2 separate regions of the Ostrinia nubilalis genome follow, and region 1 is linked to region 2. Evidence: chromatin contacts called from public Hi-C data. All regions are on one chromosome and are shown on one strand. The core of a region is the stretch at or near the end of the contact, and the rest is flanking DNA. Distances in the headings are between cores, read along the strand shown. Region 1 holds the start of LOC135075303 (arginine-glutamic acid dipeptide repeats protein). Region 2 holds the start of LOC135075301 (ubiquitin carboxyl-terminal hydrolase 5).

Region 1 (3,163 bases), core at 651-3,150, 140 kb after region 2:
GTCACTTTTGGAATAATAAGTTCTGTTTTAGGGAATATTGCACTAGGCATTGCAAGAGGTCTTGGTTCAATAATTTCAGCATTCTTAGGGCCATTATTATCAGTTTTAAGGTCAAGAACACTTCTTTCATCTTTTTCATTAGTGGGCTTGAACACAGGCGGTAAGGGATCCTTTTCAGTTTTTATAACTGGTGGAGGGTCATTTATTTCCACTTTGATTTGTGGCTCAGGTGGTTTAACATTATTCTCAGGTTCTGGTTCTTTGTTTTGTTCAATATTTTCCTTTTCAGGTTTAGTAAAACTGAAATCACAGGCTTCTGGTTCAGGCTCCGCAGTTTCATCCATTGCAGGAAAACTATCATTTGTAAGGCTTTCCGATGGGCTCTCAGGGGGATTCTCAGACTTTTTCTTTTTCATTTGAACATCACCATCTAAGATTTCAGGTTTTGTATCATCTGGAAGACGTTTCTTTACCTTTGAGACATCAACTTTGCCATTGGTGGTTACTTTCTTCTTGGCATCTTTGCTTACTGGTGAGGAAAGTACTTTCTCTGTAACATTATTATTTGTATTTGTACTTTGAACAGTTGGTTTAATAGGTTTAGCCTTGGATTTCGAGTCATTATCACTTTCATCTTGCCCTTTCTTTCCATTTGGTGTTGTTTGTTCTTTTGATTTGTTTCTGGTGCGCATTCTGCTAGGTGAGTCCTCAGGATTGTCTTGTCTGCCATTGTCAACTTTAGCCAAGTCTCCTGCGTCCCGTGAATCACTATCTTCCTCTGAATTTTCGTCTTCTGTAACTGAACTCATTTCTCCCGCTTCTTTAGGATTGGGAGAAGGTCTAGAACCGTTTGTGTCTGGGACAGCTGGAGTAGCCTCTGGAGTTTGTTCCTTGGGAGTTCCTGCTCTAGAATTCCTAGTGTTACGAACACGACGCAATGATGCTTGTCTTCTTCTCCTATGTGGTCTGTTACTACTAGCACCGGGAGTCTTTTTCCACAAATAATAAAACTCGACTAACTCAGCTGTGTCTTTATGGGGCAACAAGTCTTTTCTTATTTTGAAAAAGTTTTTGCCAAATTGGCGAATACCTTTCACAAACCGTTTAGTTTCTTCCTCGGACCACTTTTTCTCAATTCCTTTAGGGACAGGGCACTTCACTAAAGCTTGCAGGGCACGTCCAGGGTCGTATCCAGAGTCATGGAGAACGTCTAGCGCATTGATAGTGGTGTCGTCGCGACTGGCCGCCATACAGCCGTCGTCGGGGGAGCCGCCGTCGCACATGCCAGCGAAAGCTGCCATCGACCGAGCGGCCCTCAAGTACATAACCAGGTCCCTGTCTGTTGCTTGAGCGGGCAGCCAGCGCAGCTCCTCGCCACCTGGACACGGTTCATCGGGTCCTAGCGGACCATTCAAGCGCATATCAGGCAGGCACGCATAAATATCCTTGTCCTTCACGGGTTGGTTCGGTGTTCCCACTTGAACCTCCCCTTGGTTTTGGGCCATGATTCGTACGTGACCGTCTATTTGCACTGGCACTCTGCACCAAAACTATTCACATGTCACAAAGTCTACATATTGCACAGATATACCATTGGGTAAATGCATTATACCTTCTCTTCACGCGTGTGTTTGATTGTCCGTAGAACAGTAAGTATGCCAATATACATAATTATTACTCCTAATGGCCTCCATTACACGGTGCATTGTGCTTCATAATACGAACTTGTATGATACACACAACTTATAATTTATGACCTCACTAATTTCTATCATAAAAATATTTTTGTTAACTCAGTATTTACGCATATTTTACTATTATTTTAGTAAATGCTATCTACATGCTACCCTTTTGTTTAGCTTCGCCTTTCTTTGGCCACCATAGACAAAAACATTCTATAAAATGGCTGCCACGATTCTACATTTTTATTGTACGTTTCATTACAAGGACATAATTAAATGTAAAAAATCAAAATAAAATGATAGTGGTTTATAACTTGATAAACTAGTTCGATTTGGAATAATTATTCCGCAATATATTTCCTTCAATTTGATAACTTCAAAATATTTTTACACGCACAATTTAGGCAAAATAAATAATGTACAACACGAATATTAAAATGCCTTCGCTATATTAAAGACATTTAAAACTACATAACGTCAAAATGTTTGTCTTTGGAACGTTATGTTCGGTCCACCAAAAACATTTTCAATGGGACGGTGAGCTCCAAGATAGATCAATGATTTTGGGACACAACAAAACTATACTTTGGTCCTCACTGGCCGAGATTGACAGCAGTGACAAGTGTGACAACTCGTAAAGAAAAAAAAGTTGTTGCTTGCTTTGGAAAAATAGGGAAACATGAAAATCTGTGAATTTTCTCGATTTCAGTAAATTTTAATACTGTTGTAAATCACTGAGATCTAAAATGACTTCGGATGAATCAGATGACGAACCGTTGTCGGTGTTAGCAGCTGCTAAAAGATTAAATCCCGAGAAATTTGAAACCTACGAAACTGAAACAACTATTGAGGTAATTCGGCCATCGAAAAAGAAGAAAAAGAAGTACTCACGTAATGATACCGTTTCTATTACCATCAAATTACATCAACCAATAAAAACCACACGACCGCCGAAGATAGTTGAGAGGCCTGCAGATGTATGGATGTACATAAAAGACCTCAATCCTACTGGACCTTACAGCTGTCTGCTTTGCTCGGAGTGGTTCATTAACCGGTCTAAAATAATACTCCACTATATTCTGAATCACAAAAAAGATTTTTGTGGAATTTGTCGGTGAGAGTCTTCTTATTACTTAGTCAATCACAAATAATGGAATGCTGTTTAATCTCACATTCTTCTTCCCAACTTAATTCACTTTTCTGTTTGTAAAATACACCAATATTTATCATTTTATGGTTTTGTTTTAGCTATTTTGTGACTGAAAGAGCAGTGTGGCAAACTCATCAGAAGTTTCACAGTCCGTGGCCATGCTCACAATGTCTAGACAGCTTCCCAACACAGGTCGAATGGCGGAAACACTTCAGTGAGGCTCACAACCTGGTCCATTGCCGCCTCTGCCACTTCAGAACCACAGACGATGATCAATATGACGTGCACTTAATAGAAAAACATAATGTAACTAACACAGAGAGTAAAAATG
Region 2 (3,398 bases), core at 837-3,336:
TTGTTTGTTACTCAAAGCAGTGTTGGCAGTGTCCTTAAAATTTTCAATTTCATAAAAATTAAATTTATCTTTTTATTTCACAATAAATAATTGGTACAAGTAGTGTCTGGTTCATTTTCAAAAACTATAAAATACTTTCGCTATAAACCACACTTATTTAGTAATTAGTTAACCAAACTGTTTAATTAAATATTATTTTTTTAATTGTTAACAATACTTTTAATATTCGGTAATTATTCGGCAATTCAACCGAACATTCGGCCGAATACGAACATGAAAAAAATATGCCGAATGTACCGAATACGAATATTCAACCGAACATTCGGTGCATCTCTAGTACAAATAATAAAAAGTAAAAAAACTAAAACCCAACTACGACAAAAAACGACGCTGAAAAAGCATAAAACAAGATTTTCAGAATACTGAACTGAACGAAGTTGCCAATGTAGTTGCATAGTAATTTTCATGTTCGGAAAGGCGTAGTCACACGTTACTTAAACCTACCTACCGTAGCACTTTGACAACGTGTGACTGCGGTTTTCCAAACATGAAAATTACTATGCAACTACATTGGCAACTTCGTTCAGTTCAGTATTCTGAAAATCTTGTTTTATGCTTTTTCAGCGTCGTTTTTTGTCGTAGTTGGGTTTTAGTTTTTTAAGTACTGATGACGTAAAAATAAAAGCTTGTAAAACCAATATTATCATCTTAATTTTCTTTTTTAGCTTGAATGCATGAATCTTCCATCTTTGAAGTTTTTAAAAATTGAGCATTTTCTAATTTAGTATGAAACTAGACTTCATACTGATTTTATAGGGCCAAATCTGTGCAAGGGTTAAATCAACAAAGGTATCTCTATTAGATTACAAAGGTCAGAGATAAGAAGATATTATTGTTATCATAACTCATGAACAGTGCTGATACTGATGTAAGATAAAAAAAACTACCTATCTAAACATAATGTTATAATAGGCTAGAAGAAAATAATTTAAGAATAGTAGTCCCAAAATAGTAGAAAGAATGTATTTTTTTTAATATTTAGATTGCAGTCTGTTAAATAATGAACATGTGAATGTTTTGTATATCGATGAGGAGATACTATAAAAAGAATGCAGTTTCTAAAACATTCAGTAGCCACAGATTGTGTAAGTAAATCTGGGTACCAAATGATAAAAAGATAAACAAATAAACCTACCTTAACTCTAAAGTACATGGCACAGTGCCATCGCAGGCCTACATGTTGCCACTCCAAATATTCGTCCACCCGAGCCCGTAGTTTGCTATCTGATGGGTACAAGCTCTCAGGAATCATCTTTTCTTGGGCCAAGTATCTGACTATTGCAACACTATAATCAAAATATCAATATGATATTTAACGTTCCTCATCTTTTACCTAATTAATATTTTAAATTATGGAATATTAATGAGCTTAAGTATAGGCAAACCTAATGGCTTGCGTTATATTTAGTAATTCATTTCTATTTCGATAAATGGTATAGGTAGGTACTACAAACCTCTCAGATAAAATAAATCCATTGTGGTCAATCACTGGCACTCTCTGCATTCGATTAATTTGATTAGTGAACTCCTCAGAATAATGTTCAGCTAAATCAAAATGAAAAGTATTAAATTTTACTTTAGAGCTGATAGAATTTTCAATCAAAACTTACTCAAAGAAAAAGTTTGTTACCTTTCCGGAGATCCACATATTTGGGCTCAAAGTCACATTGGACTTTTTTGAGAAGAATAAATAATGTTCGAGATGGTTGGGACATTAAATCATAATACAATTTTAGTGGCATTTTTTGTTAATTTTTAAGTTAGAACTAGGATCAGCGAACTTCGAAACTTTGCTTACAATTTGACAGCCAAAGTACAACTAGTGCTGTGACGCTGATGTGGCGATGGCGAAAAGGGTGAATGCTGTGTCACCACACCACACGCTAATGCAAAGTAATCGAGTGTTGTATCGAGTTATCGACTAAAAAATAGGGACACACCAATCTGAATATTCAATTTCAGAAACATCACTATATTTGGCTAAATTGACTAGCTTCCAGAACAGAACCGTGAAATAAAAAAATATAAAGTAAAATTTTGATTGTCTTCAAATCTTGTTTGATTGTGGTCTTCTTGCATTTTGATTGAATATTTTCGGCGTCGTCGTTGATTTGTTAGATCTCGCATCGCATTTTTGTTCTTCACATAAAGCATCAATAGTTTTAAGATATAATGGCGTCATTGGACCTGTTGACTCCACATTTATCTAAAATAAAAATACCTGGGCCTCAGCAGCTGATTTACAAAGACGAATGTGTTTATTCTTTCGACAATCCGGTGAGTTGCAAAATGTACTCCTTACTTTCTAACCTCTCATTTAGTTATCTGCCGGTAAATAGAACTTAGAAAGTAATTTAGTCAAAATAATAACATTATTTCTTCAGATTTTAACTGTTAAAATGTCCAGTATTACCTGTGTTATCGCCCACGCCTGAAATATTTTGTCTTATCATCTAATATAAATCCTTAAATCTAATTATAACAATAAAAATCAAAAATAATGTAATCTAAACCTACCTCAATAAAATTTTATTTATGTCAATTTCTTTGAAAAAATTACTAATATTCTTACCAGTTGATGTTCTTAACTCTTCATTTGGTTTTGTTTGGTTAATTTCTTATTAGAAAGAAAGAATGAAACCCTACCCTCTGACCAAAAAATGTTTATTCACTGTCATCAACAATACACATAATCAACAGTTTTTAAGAATGTGTACATGTTACAATGATACTGAAAAGGTGTGCCACTGATAATACTGAAGATACTAAAAGCATGGTGTTATAGCATCTGCATCTCAGTAGATTATGCTAAGACGCTGGTCTTCCATGGACACCCAGACATTATAACTGTTTCTCTCCTTATAATTTTAGGTAGTGACAAGTACAGTAGACCCTAGACTTGCAGTAATCTAACATTTTGCAAATAGCTGTTCTACTTATTATCAGATATTTAGAGGAAAAAAAATATTAGCCCTGTGTTGTTTCTGTATTTTATTAGGTAGGTATAAATATTTTTTAAACAAGTTCACACCTTAACATTTTTGTCTACAAAATAAAATTAAACCGGTGTTATAGTATTGTCTTTGAAATATTTTGTGTTCATGAAATTCTTGACAGCTTGGTATACATTAGCAATGGTAGTAATCAGCGACGATTTCATTCCGTTCATAGAGTACGAGCATAATATCAATGACAAAAATGAATCCAACATCACAGGAGTCCAAAATAACAAATTATAGATCAATTCTCGACTCACATACAACTTTTCATTTGGCCTTTTAGTGTCAATTAAATTTATCTTAGTCAATATAATTGTAGAAATGGTAATCGGTACAAAA

What was found. A called contact is a pair of places that touch in the nucleus more often than the background predicts.
Region 1: a Hi-C map of whole body shows a contact between it and region 2, with 5 times the contacts expected there. The contact joins the promoter of LOC135075303 here to the promoter of LOC135075301 in region 2. A contact is called at or near these places in 3 of 5 Hi-C or Micro-C datasets (whole body and whole larva).

Annotation. Positions count from the first base shown.
Region 1 is chr10:13,398,627-13,401,789 of ilOstNubi1.1, forward strand. LOC135075303 (arginine-glutamic acid dipeptide repeats protein) reads right to left here and starts at 1,901. Exons shown (of 1, transcript XM_063969716.1): 1 at 1-1,901. The coding sequence starts at 1,505. LOC135075449 (zinc finger protein 595-like) reads left to right here and starts at 2,329. Exons shown (of 6, transcript XM_063969890.1): 1 at 2,329-2,796; 2 at 2,931-3,163. The coding sequence starts at 2,429.
Region 2 is chr10:13,262,308-13,265,705 of ilOstNubi1.1, forward strand. LOC135075301 (ubiquitin carboxyl-terminal hydrolase 5) reads left to right here and starts at 2,087. Exons shown (of 17, transcript XM_063969692.1): 1 at 2,087-2,337. The coding sequence starts at 2,233. It overlaps LOC135075299 (glutathione S-transferase theta-1-like), which reads right to left and starts at 1,884. Exons shown (of 5, transcript XM_063969691.1): 1 at 1,691-1,884; 2 at 1,515-1,605; 3 at 1,196-1,346. The coding sequence starts at 1,802.